2 separate regions of the Urocitellus parryii genome follow, and region 1 is linked to region 2. Evidence: chromatin contacts called from public Hi-C data. All regions are on one chromosome and are shown on one strand. Each heading gives the region's core, a stretch centred on a gene start, on an enhancer-like site or on the middle of the called end of the contact. The rest is flanking DNA. Distances are from core to core; before and after follow the strand shown.

What was found. A called contact is a pair of places that touch in the nucleus more often than the background predicts.
Region 1: a Hi-C map of muscle shows a contact between it and region 2, with 2.9 times the contacts expected there. The contact joins the promoter of LOC113175727 here to the promoter of Anapc1 in region 2. A contact is called at or near these places in 2 of 2 Hi-C or Micro-C datasets (liver and muscle).

Annotation. Positions count from the first base shown.
Region 1 is chr12:18,588,016-18,593,289 of mUroPar1.hap1, forward strand. It overlaps LOC113175727 (transmembrane protein 87B), which reads left to right and starts at 2,299. Exons shown (of 19, transcript XM_077792062.1): 1 at 2,299-2,424; 2 at 4,422-4,482. The coding sequence starts at 2,299.
Region 2 is chr12:18,452,029-18,457,134 of mUroPar1.hap1, forward strand. Anapc1 (anaphase promoting complex subunit 1) reads right to left here and starts at 3,792. Exons shown (of 48, transcript XM_026380054.2): 1 at 3,537-3,792; 2 at 2,072-2,308; 3 at 259-420. The coding sequence starts at 2,284.

The DNA of each region.
Region 1 (5,274 bases), core at 1,049-3,548, 130 kb after region 2:
TAACAGCTTTGAGTCTGCTCAGGTCTCTGGGCTCTGCTCAGGTCTGTTGGCCCCCCTCAGCTCCTGTACTTGCTGGGTGTGCTCCTTTGCCTTCTCTTCTGTTGGCCCTGTCCTGCTGAACTTTAATTCCTCTTCTGGTGAACTCTCTGGCTGCTGGACTTTGCTTTAGATGGAAGCTTCACTTGTCAGGTGAAGAATTTCCAAGGCCCAGGACAATTGGCCCTTTTCTTATGCCCCTCTGCCCTCCCTCCCTGGGTCCTGCTGACTTCCCTCTCCAGGCTCAGGCTGCTGTTTTTTGGATTTCCAGAATACGGGCTGGTAGGCGGGATTCTTCTGTGTTCAGGTCCATCTGATTATTTGTTTCCCCTGATTCTTCCTTTCTAAATGCTGATAGCACCCACTTAGATTTGAGATTTCGTGGTATATGTTTTCCTGACTGTGAGGAACATACTGTCTATGGGTTTTTGGTTGCACTATCCTGGTGGAGGTTTAAGGGAGAATTCAGGTAGATTAAACACTACACAGTCTGTGTGACAATTTCACACATGTATATAATGTGCGTTAGTCAAACCAGTCTAATAATGAGCATTTCCACCTTGGTAAATATTTTCAGTTCTTTGTGTTGGGAACCTTTAAATTCTTCTCTTCTAGTTTTTCATATCCCATTATCCAATCTCCCTTTCTGCCCCCTCTTCCCCATGCTTCCCAGCCTCTGGTAACCACTATTATTCTATTTTTATGAGATCAACTTTTTTAGCTTCCATATATGAGTGACAAGATATTGATCTTTCTATGCCAGATTTATTTTCCTTAATATCCACCAGTTCCATCCATGTTGCTGCAAGCAAAGGATTTCATCCTTAAATTACTGGAATATTCTTACCCAGCCATCCCATTGCCCATCTTAGCACGGGTTTCATATGACAACCAAAATGATTTTTCTGGTCATCTCATTCCTTTTGTTCAAAAATCATCATTGCCTTCCCAATATTCTTAGACTAAAGCTCCATCTTTGTGACTTTGTGCAGGGGTCCCTGTATGCTATGGTACTGGTACTGTTAAAGATGCCCAGTCTTGCCCCTCCCATCTCACACCAACTTCAGCCTCCTGAAAGGTCTTTCCATTCCTCCCGCCCTTGATACAGACCTTCTCTCTTCAGTGTAACACATCAAACCTACCAAAGGCTCCCAGTTAACTAATCCTGAACTATTCCCACACTTAACTCTTGCTGCAGCCTTAACTTAAATGTTATCTTGTCTTCTCTTATTCGACTTACCTCCTCAGCGGATGTTCCCATGTGATCCCGTGACTCAGTTTCCCCTGCTAACTTAGAATTGATTGCATTGCTTTCTGGAAGGGCACATGTGCACAGGCAATCTCCAGGATGCGGCAGGTAATTACTGAAAATGACTCTGAGTCTTATCATTACTGAGAGTGATTTGGGTGACTAGTAAGGCAGTCAGTGCTTCTTGACAATAAACAAACCCTACTTTATGTAAATGACAATTGGTAGACCAGGATTCTGTCATCCTACTGGATGTTACTTACATCTGATAATGTATGAGCTAGTTCTCATTGACACCAAGCCAAGAATTCGGTTTTCACAGTAGAAATCCCAGGCAAGGTGCACAATAAGGCAGATCTGAGCCCTGCCGTGCATTTTTTCTGAAAAATTATATACTGTGCTATCCACATCAATGCTCACAACACAATGGCTTGTGTTCAACTGGCCCCGGCCTCAAAGCAATTTGCTGGTTCTTCTACATAAATTTCCAAAAGGGTTTGCTTGCCTAGAGCTGAGAGACTTGGAGCAGGGGCAGGGGAATAGGATGCAAGAGACTGAGACACCTGGAGCAGAACTTGAACCCACACTCCATCCACAGCTCTCCTTGACAGGACAGGAGCGTGGGATCTTTGGCGGGCTCCACCTCCCGGCCTTGCCCCCACGACCTTACCCGCCCACACCTCAATCCACGCCCCCGCCCCGCCCCGCCAGCACGCAGGTCCCCGCCCCATTCCGGCGCCCCGCCCCCACGGCGCGGCCCGCCCCTGCGCTCCTGTCGCCCCGCCCCGTCCGCTCGGGCCGGCCTGAGCCCGCCTTCCCCCTCGTCCTAGCTGCCGGGTTCCTCGAGCTGGCCCGGCCCTGGCCCCGGTCCCGGGCTCGCGCCGCGCCTCCCCACGTCCCGGCCTGAGCCCCGCTTGCCCGCCGCGGGCCCGCCCGCCTGGGGCGGAGCTGCGGCAGGTGCCGGCGCGGGGCGTGGCGGGCGTCCGGGGCGCCAGGTGCGCCCCCGCGCCAAGATGGCCGCCCGCCGCCCGCTCGCCGCGGCCCCGCTGCTGCGCGCCGCCCTCTGCCTGCTGTGCTGCGCCCCGGCGGCCGTGCGCGCCGTCCCGGAGCTCGGGCTCTGGACCCAGGCGGTCGACGACGTAAGTGGGCGGTGGGGGCCTCGTCAGGGTCCCGGGCCTCGCGGGGCGCGCTGGCCACTGGCCGGGGCTGCTCCCCTGGCCCCGCCGGGCCCCAGGCGCCCGGGGCCTCTGTCCGCGGCAGCGGCGGCCAGGGGCGCCCGACCCGCGCCCAGGAAGAGCAGGCTGGTCCTGCCGGGCGGTTGTCCCTACCCAGCGCCCCCAGGCTTGGGGTCACGTCCTGGTTACTCGAACCGGAGCCCGAGTCTCGGCGACCCCGCGCACCTGGGCCACCGACCCGCCGGGCGGGCGCAGCGTCTGCGGCCTGCTGTTCAGACTGAGCAGAGCGCGCTGGCCTCCGCCTTTCCTTCTCAGATCAGAGAGGGGTCGCGCAGGTCACCCCTCCTCCCTGGCCTTTCCCTGGCGGTCGGGTCAGTTCCGGGACCTTGTGGCGCGGGGCGGGGCCGTGGTTCTGGAGCCTTGGAGGGGCCGGCTGCAGGAATGGGTGGGTGGACACGTCCCTGTTGCAGAACTGGCGTCCTGTGGTTAGGGGAGATGCTGTGGGAGGAAAGCAGGGGTAGAATTATGGAAAATCTTGCAAAAGAGAGACAGAAAGTCGGGAAGAAGCATTATTTCCTTTTCTGAGATCAGATGACTCATCCAGCTCTGTTTGTGATGAGTATTTTCCACACGCATCGAAATGATGTCCAACTAAAGATGAAATTTACATTTTAATTTCCTCAAACCGCCCCCCACCCCCGCCATGAACAAAAGCTACACAGAGGAACAAATGTGGGCATTTTTCTGTTTTTTTTTCAGACCCAATGTAACTATTTCTTCCAGGGTTTTTCTAAGTTTGTGCTCTGTGTTGTGCACCTGTATGTATCTGCTTTTTTAAATTTCTCTGGACAGTAAGAAACAAAATTTAGTAGACCACACTTATGGTTTCCTGCTGTTCCTATAGTGGAAGCAATTAAGAAAGTCATCGTAAACTGAAGCAAATTTACTGTGCACACTGTTAATCTACTTGAGCATATCTCCAAAGCTATTTGCCTGTGTGTTGGATGGTGACAATCCAAAGGCCACAGGGGAAGAGTGACTTTGATCCATGAAGAGAAGTTTTGTTTCTTGGATGCCACATAATTCAATTAGGCTAACATTATTCTTATGTAACTGGCAAGTAGTGGTGGGTCCATAGGGCCATCTTTGCAAAAAGTGGGCTGATTTTTTTTCCCCATTTTAGGTGGTCAAAATTCTCCCCTCAGAAAAGGAAAAAGGAGTGGGGCTTTCTTTGATTTGTACTGCAAATCCATCAAGAAATGTTCTTTTGATTAAGTTTATCAAACAGCCAGTGTGCCTTGCACTAGACCTGTCATTGTTGTTACAAAGATGAATTTTACACACTGCCCCATTTCTTAAGAAGCTCATGCAATATTAGGGACAATTGATTCATGAGTGGATGATTATGTCTGTGGCAGCATGCCCGGGATAGGAGCCTCGAGTTTAAGTATGTTGAAATTACAACAGGAAGCCATAACAGTTTGGGAAGGAGATAGTTTATCAAAAGTACATTCACTTTGATGCAGGCTGGGGTTGTGGCTCAGTGATAGAGTGCTTGCCTCGAATATGTGAGGTACTGGGTTCAATTCTCAGTACCGCATATAAATACATGATTAAAACAAAGGCCCATCAGCAACTTTCACTTTGAAACCAAGCCAGCAGCATGCAGTTGCATAGACCCTGCATGTCACATCCCAGTCGTACTGATTGCACAGTGCCCCAGCTCTGCCCCCACCCCAGCTGGGGCACTTCTGATTCTCACTGAGGGCAAGTGCAGAATAGGCTTGCTAGACAGGACTTTAAGCAAGTGAGTGATGTGATCAGACTTAAATTTTAAAAGATTCTCTCTGGTTAGACAAAGGAGTTCAAGGATCAGAGATCTCTATTTTGTAGGGTAAAACTATTCAAACAGTAGAGAAAAAAATTTAACCAGATCTTTTTATGTTTGTTTTTCATTTTAGAAATCAGGACCCTTGATATTTAGGAAAACTATGTTTAACTCTACTGAGATCAGGTTTTCTGGTAAGCATAACTAAATAATATACTAATATAAACATCTATATTATAAGTTAATCCATTAATTTAATGTAAACTAATGTAACAGCATATTTAGAAAGCTAAGCAAATATTTTGTTTTTAAGTGATCCTGACATTTTAGAGTTTGGTTTCAGTCAGACTTTGGTTATTACTGAATGGTTTTTTTCTCATCCTTCAGAAAATGGAATATGAATCATTCTTTAAAAATTATAATTAAGGTCTAATAACGTAGCCTTCAGCAAAAAAATATTTGTTTTATGTGATATTTGACTGAGTCCCAGATTTCAAAAGATAAAAATCCAGGCTAGGGTTTTGCTCAGTTGGTAGAGTGTTTGCCTTGCATACACAAGGCCCTGGGTTCCAGCACCATCACACACACAAAAAAAGGTAAAAATCCTTTGAATACGTGAAATGTGATTGTGATAAGCCCTTAATATTCCTGAAATTTTCTAAGTATGCATGGTTCAGTACAAAAAAAATAGCTGGATACTACCATTTTCACTATGAGTTCTAGGACTTATGAAAATGAAAATATTTGTTAAGTGCTGTCTTCTCTGTGTAATTACTGTTGTACCCACATTTTTTGTGTACTTTTAATGGATCCTATTTACTGTGGTCGAATTCTAGGAAAGTTCGTTACCAGAATTAAAGAGTCGGGATAAAGCATATTCTTAGGGTAAAGCAAACTGGCTTCCCCAAGATCCAAAATTAGGCCCCTTTCCTCGATCATGTGTTAGGGGTGAGTCTGCAACTCGTAGGTCTCTCCCCCGGAAGCTA
Region 2 (5,106 bases), core at 2,542-5,041:
TTGACAATAAAAAACTGAAGTACTGAAGAATAATACTGAGTCATTGTCACTGGCAAAGGATAGAGTACAAAAAGGTGAGGATACATAAAATGAAATTTTTATTTTCCTGCTATTATGTTTACTACATGTTAAAATGTACCCACAGCTGCTGGGAACTTCATACTGTTATCATTTCTGTTAAATTTTGAAACAAAAGCTTTTTTGAAAAAACACATGTAACAAATATTCAATCAAATGTTAGAATTCAAATCAACTCACCTGCTGAACAGGACTGTCAACAGTAAATGCTTTATAAACAGCCAATGCCTGGCTTTTACTTCCTTTGCTCCAAATCACCATATTTCCCGCCACATAGAGCTCCTCATCATAGTCCGCTTCATCTCCAATTTCACTGACGCCTTTCCTTAACTGCCAGCTTTCCTTTAAAATCAACACATATAAGACATGTTCAAGCACTCTTTTTGCTTTTTCAATAGCCTGGAGCAAGATTTATTTGTCTAAGGAGTTAAACTCAATACAGCCCAACTTCTCAGAGGTTTGGTGCTCTAGTGAACAGAGGATAGAGTACACAGGGTATAATATATCTTACAGGATTTTCAGAAACAAAAATTCACTCAAGAATTCTCTATATGGGCTGGGGATGTGGCTCAAGTGGTAGCGCGCCTGCCTGGCATGCGTGCGACCAGGGTTCAATCCTCAGTACCACATACAAACAACAATGTTGTGTCCGTCAAAAACTGAAAAATAAATATTAAAATTCTCTCCTCTCTTCTCTCTCTCTCTCTCTCTCTCTCTCTCTCTTAAAAAAAAAAAAAAAAGAATTCTCTATATTATATGTTTTACATTATACCCCTGTATTATTCTCCCAAAAGTAAACAAGCAAAAACTAAAGCTTCCCTAGAGATCAAAAAAGAAAATCATATCCTTGGGAGACTAAATAGACAGATTAGGTGTACACAGGGTGTGAAGAGGGCAAGTGAGGTGCACAGAGCATCACTGGGGAGTTCACACACAGTGCAAACTTCCTGCTCCACAGCTGCAAACATTCACCTTCCCTCCCTTGTCCCAGCCATAAATAAGTGGAAGAAAGAAAGGGTGCCTGTAATCCCAGTGACTCAGGACACTGAAGCAGAAGCATCACAGGTTCTAGGTCAGCCTCAGCAATTTAACAAGACCCTATTTCAAAATAAATACAAGAAGGGCTGGGAATGTAGCTCAATTGTAAAGCACCCTTGGGTTCAAACCTCAGTACTGCATAAAAAAAAAAAAACTTTTTTAAAGAACTACTGTACTATCTGTTTTGGGGTTTGTTTTTGTTTTTAAAGCTGCTGAACAAGACTTTATTGAGATTTGCTCCCTGGCGAGAACCTCCAGGCCAACAGAGCAGGTCTGGGGGAATCGCCTCTATTTTCTGCTTTTTTATGAGTGAGACAGGATCTTGCTAAGTTGCCCAAGGTGCTCTAGAACTCAAAATCCTCCTGCCTCAGCCTCTTGAGTAGCTGGGATTATAAATATCTTCTTATAAAACAGTTCCCTCTCCTCAGAAACATATAAATGAGGGCTGGGGTTGTGGCTCAGCAGTAGAGCACTCACCTAGCATGTGTGAGGCACTGGGTTCGATCCTCAGCGCCACATTAAATAAATAAATAGATAGATAGATAGATGAATAAATAAATAAAGCTTTGTGTCCAACTACAACTAAAACAAATATTTTTTTAAAAAAAGAAACATGTAAGTGATTAACTGCAGGGACCATTTCTAATGTCTACCATTTAATCATCAAATAACACAAAATCTAGTTTCCACATATTAACAGAAATGCTTAAAAAGAAGCATAATCACAATAATGATTCTCAGTATAAAATCACAAGCTATACAGTATGTCTAAAACTAGCAGTTAAGACACTATTATTTAGTACATTGTTATTTTAGCATTGACTGAAATTACAACACCTTAGCATTTACCCTGGAAGTAGCACCTTACTCTTTTCTCAGTTGCATGGGGGTAGCCTTAAATTTCAAGTTTATATTACTCAACATTTCAAAAATACACTGAGAATCTTTATGGCACCTTGTGTTTCTCGTGGATTGTAACCTCCTGAAGAGATCCCACCAAGCCAGCAGCACCATCAGAAGACCACAGCTCAGAGGCCGGCTGCAGCTGGCGAAGCTGAAGGTTCAAAGCATTAGGGTGGTGCTTGCAGTGGTCTCGACCAAAAGGAACAAATTCTTGCAAATCTCCTGCTGCAATCATTGTTGCCCTTTCTTCATAGAAGTTCGACATGGGTTCCAGATATCAACATTATTTCTGTATAGATTCAAACACATCTGGTCAGCTTTTAGAATCAAACCAGTTTATTTCTACAAAGACATGGAGGAGTTGTGGTGAAAACATGCCACTCTTACTTCCCAAACACTTCCATGTGGAGTGACAGTGGGTAAAATCTTAACACTGTATATTTAATAGTACCGGTGCCAGTTCTGTCCCTGAGACAACATCCAGAAATGGGTTTCATGGCATAACATTTAAGCTGTGCAACCCTCAAATGCAGAACTCGAAATACTTGATGTCAGCACTACAAAGAGCCCTTAGCATGACTGAAATAGCACTCAAGAAAAACAAAGTTTAACCGAATTTGACTTAAGATTCTCACCTGAGATCTGTTTGGTGTCACTTTGAATTGCTGCACAAACACCTCAAAGCCTCTGTAATTTCTATACAGCTCCCCTAGAGCCACAAAGTTATTTCACTATAAATGTTATGCCTGAGATAATTATGGCATGAAATATGGCACAAGTTCTTTGCTCCACGTGCTAGAAAACCAGTATTGAGAACACTAGATGTGGGACAGAACCTTAAAAGCATCTTATAAAACTTACAAGAATTTCAAACTTCAGCTGGCCTTCCTATCTTCTCAACAAAAGAACCAACATTAAAGAGCTCGGGACTTTATCCAACTTTAGTCGTGCAGTTTTCTAATGTATTTTCTTAGAACCTGAGAGAAAACTGCAGAATTTTTATTTGTATTGTATTAGCCTTATTTTTTACAGTATGGTAAGTTTTTGTTCTGATTAGGGCAACGTATTTAATATTTTTTACAGTAAAGCAAGTTTACTTTACAAATGTGTCAACAATTTAGGCAACATAACCAGCTACAGTAAGAGGAGTAAGTTGATGTGGTGCCAATCAAAACGTCAGCACTGACGACTAGAGCAAAAACTACCGCGCCAAAAAAGGACACCCCCATCCAGAGCGGGGACCTGGAGCCGCGTCTCCGTAGAGCGCAGAGCGCCTGGCCTTTCCCGGGTGGTGGAAGCCGCAGGCTAAGCGCCTCAGCCTCCGCACACCGGCTCCGAGCCCGGGTCCAAAGGCCCGGGCCGCACCCGGGACGCCGCACCCGGCTCGGCGAAGCCAGGCGCGCCCCGGAGAGCGCGACCCTGGGGCGGGAAGCCCCTTGGCCCGCCCCGGGTCCCACCCCTTCGGTCCCCGCGCGAGCCCCTCGGGGCGGAGGCGAACGTCAAGGCGCGCGACCCACCCGCTAGCGGCGGCGCGGCCCGCACCTGTAGGACTCGGGACGCGTCAGGCGCGGCGAGCCCCGGCCCCTCCCCGGAGGCGCGGGGGCCGAGGAAGCCCGAGGGCAGCGGCAGAGCGGTCGGGGTGACTCCTCGGCCGCCGCAGCTTCTCATCCCCTCTCCCTCCCCTATTCCGGAGGGAGAACGGGCAACGACAGTACTAGACTGTTAACGACAGGCAGGCATGCGAGACGTTCAAATGGACGCGTCCATCTTGGCCTTCCCGACCTGCCTCGCGCCGGGGCGGGGCGTCGCGGGAGGTGGGGCGTCCGCAGCCCTGGAGCCTGCGCAGTAGCGCGAAGGTGGGCCCGCCCAACTCGCGCCCGACCGCCCCTTTCACAGTTGCGCGCGGAGCTGGGCGGCGGCCTCTGCTGGCTCTGTGCACCCATGCACCGCTGCAGGCATCCAGAGATCCTGTCCTGCGTGTGTCGCCGGGAGCCTGAGCTGCCTCCTCACTCAGTGAGATGGTTTTTATGGCTGGTTTTGCTTCAGCCTACTGACCCCAATGGAAGTATGTGCCTCCAGACAGGGTGGGAGGGCGAGGGAGATGGCTGCTATTCTCTCTTTGCCGGTGCACTTTAACCCCGTGGGATCCAGACTCTGATTGGCAGGAGGAGTGCAGTTTCCGAAGTTCGCAGACACATTCTCAGGCTTTCATCTTAGGAAGCCCAGCTTTATCCCTCCCTCCCTCCGTCCTGAGGGTCCACCTGTAACTATCACAGTTTTGAGAGCTAGAACACTTTCTTGAACTTCATGTCCCATTGCCTGAATCTCTAGGGTCAGAGTATATTGCCACGAACCAGGCACGATATCCCAAACCTGTAATCCCAGTAAGTTGGGAAACTGAAGCAGGAGAATTGCAAGTTCTCAGCAATTTAGGGAAGCCTTAAGCAATGTAGCCAAACCCTTTCTCAAAAAAAAAAAAAAAAAATTAAGGGTTGGGAATGTAGCTCAGTGGTAAAATGCCCCTGGGTTTGATCTGCAGTACCAAGAGAAAAAAAAAAAGAAGAAGAAGAAAGAAAGAAGGAAGGAAGGAAGGAAAGAAAGAGAAAAAGATATATATATAGAGAGAGAGAGAGAATGTGTTAGAGAGGATATTCATATTATTAATTGGAGTATTTTATTTTACTACTCCTATTATCTAACAGATAAAGTTCTAATTCTTCACTCAAAATGTAAGGTTGGCTGGAATTTTGTGTCTTCACTTAAAGTGTTTACTGAGATTCCCCAAACACACCTTGCACTTCATTGCCTTGATATCTTGATTAATTCCTTACCCTTATCTCAAATGCCCCTTATTGAAAACATGCACTTAAACTCAAAATTTTTTGCGTAAACCGGGTTTTCATTTTAGACATTTATCTGAAATCAAAATATTCCTAGAATATCCTGGCCTGAGGATACAGAGGACAAATTAATAATCTTCCCACATGGGCTGCTCTTATCCTTAATCTGCTCCTTCCCACAGGCTTTACCTTCCTTCAATGTCCCTTTCTACCCCCACCAGGATTTTCTGGAAAAACCTGCAGCAGC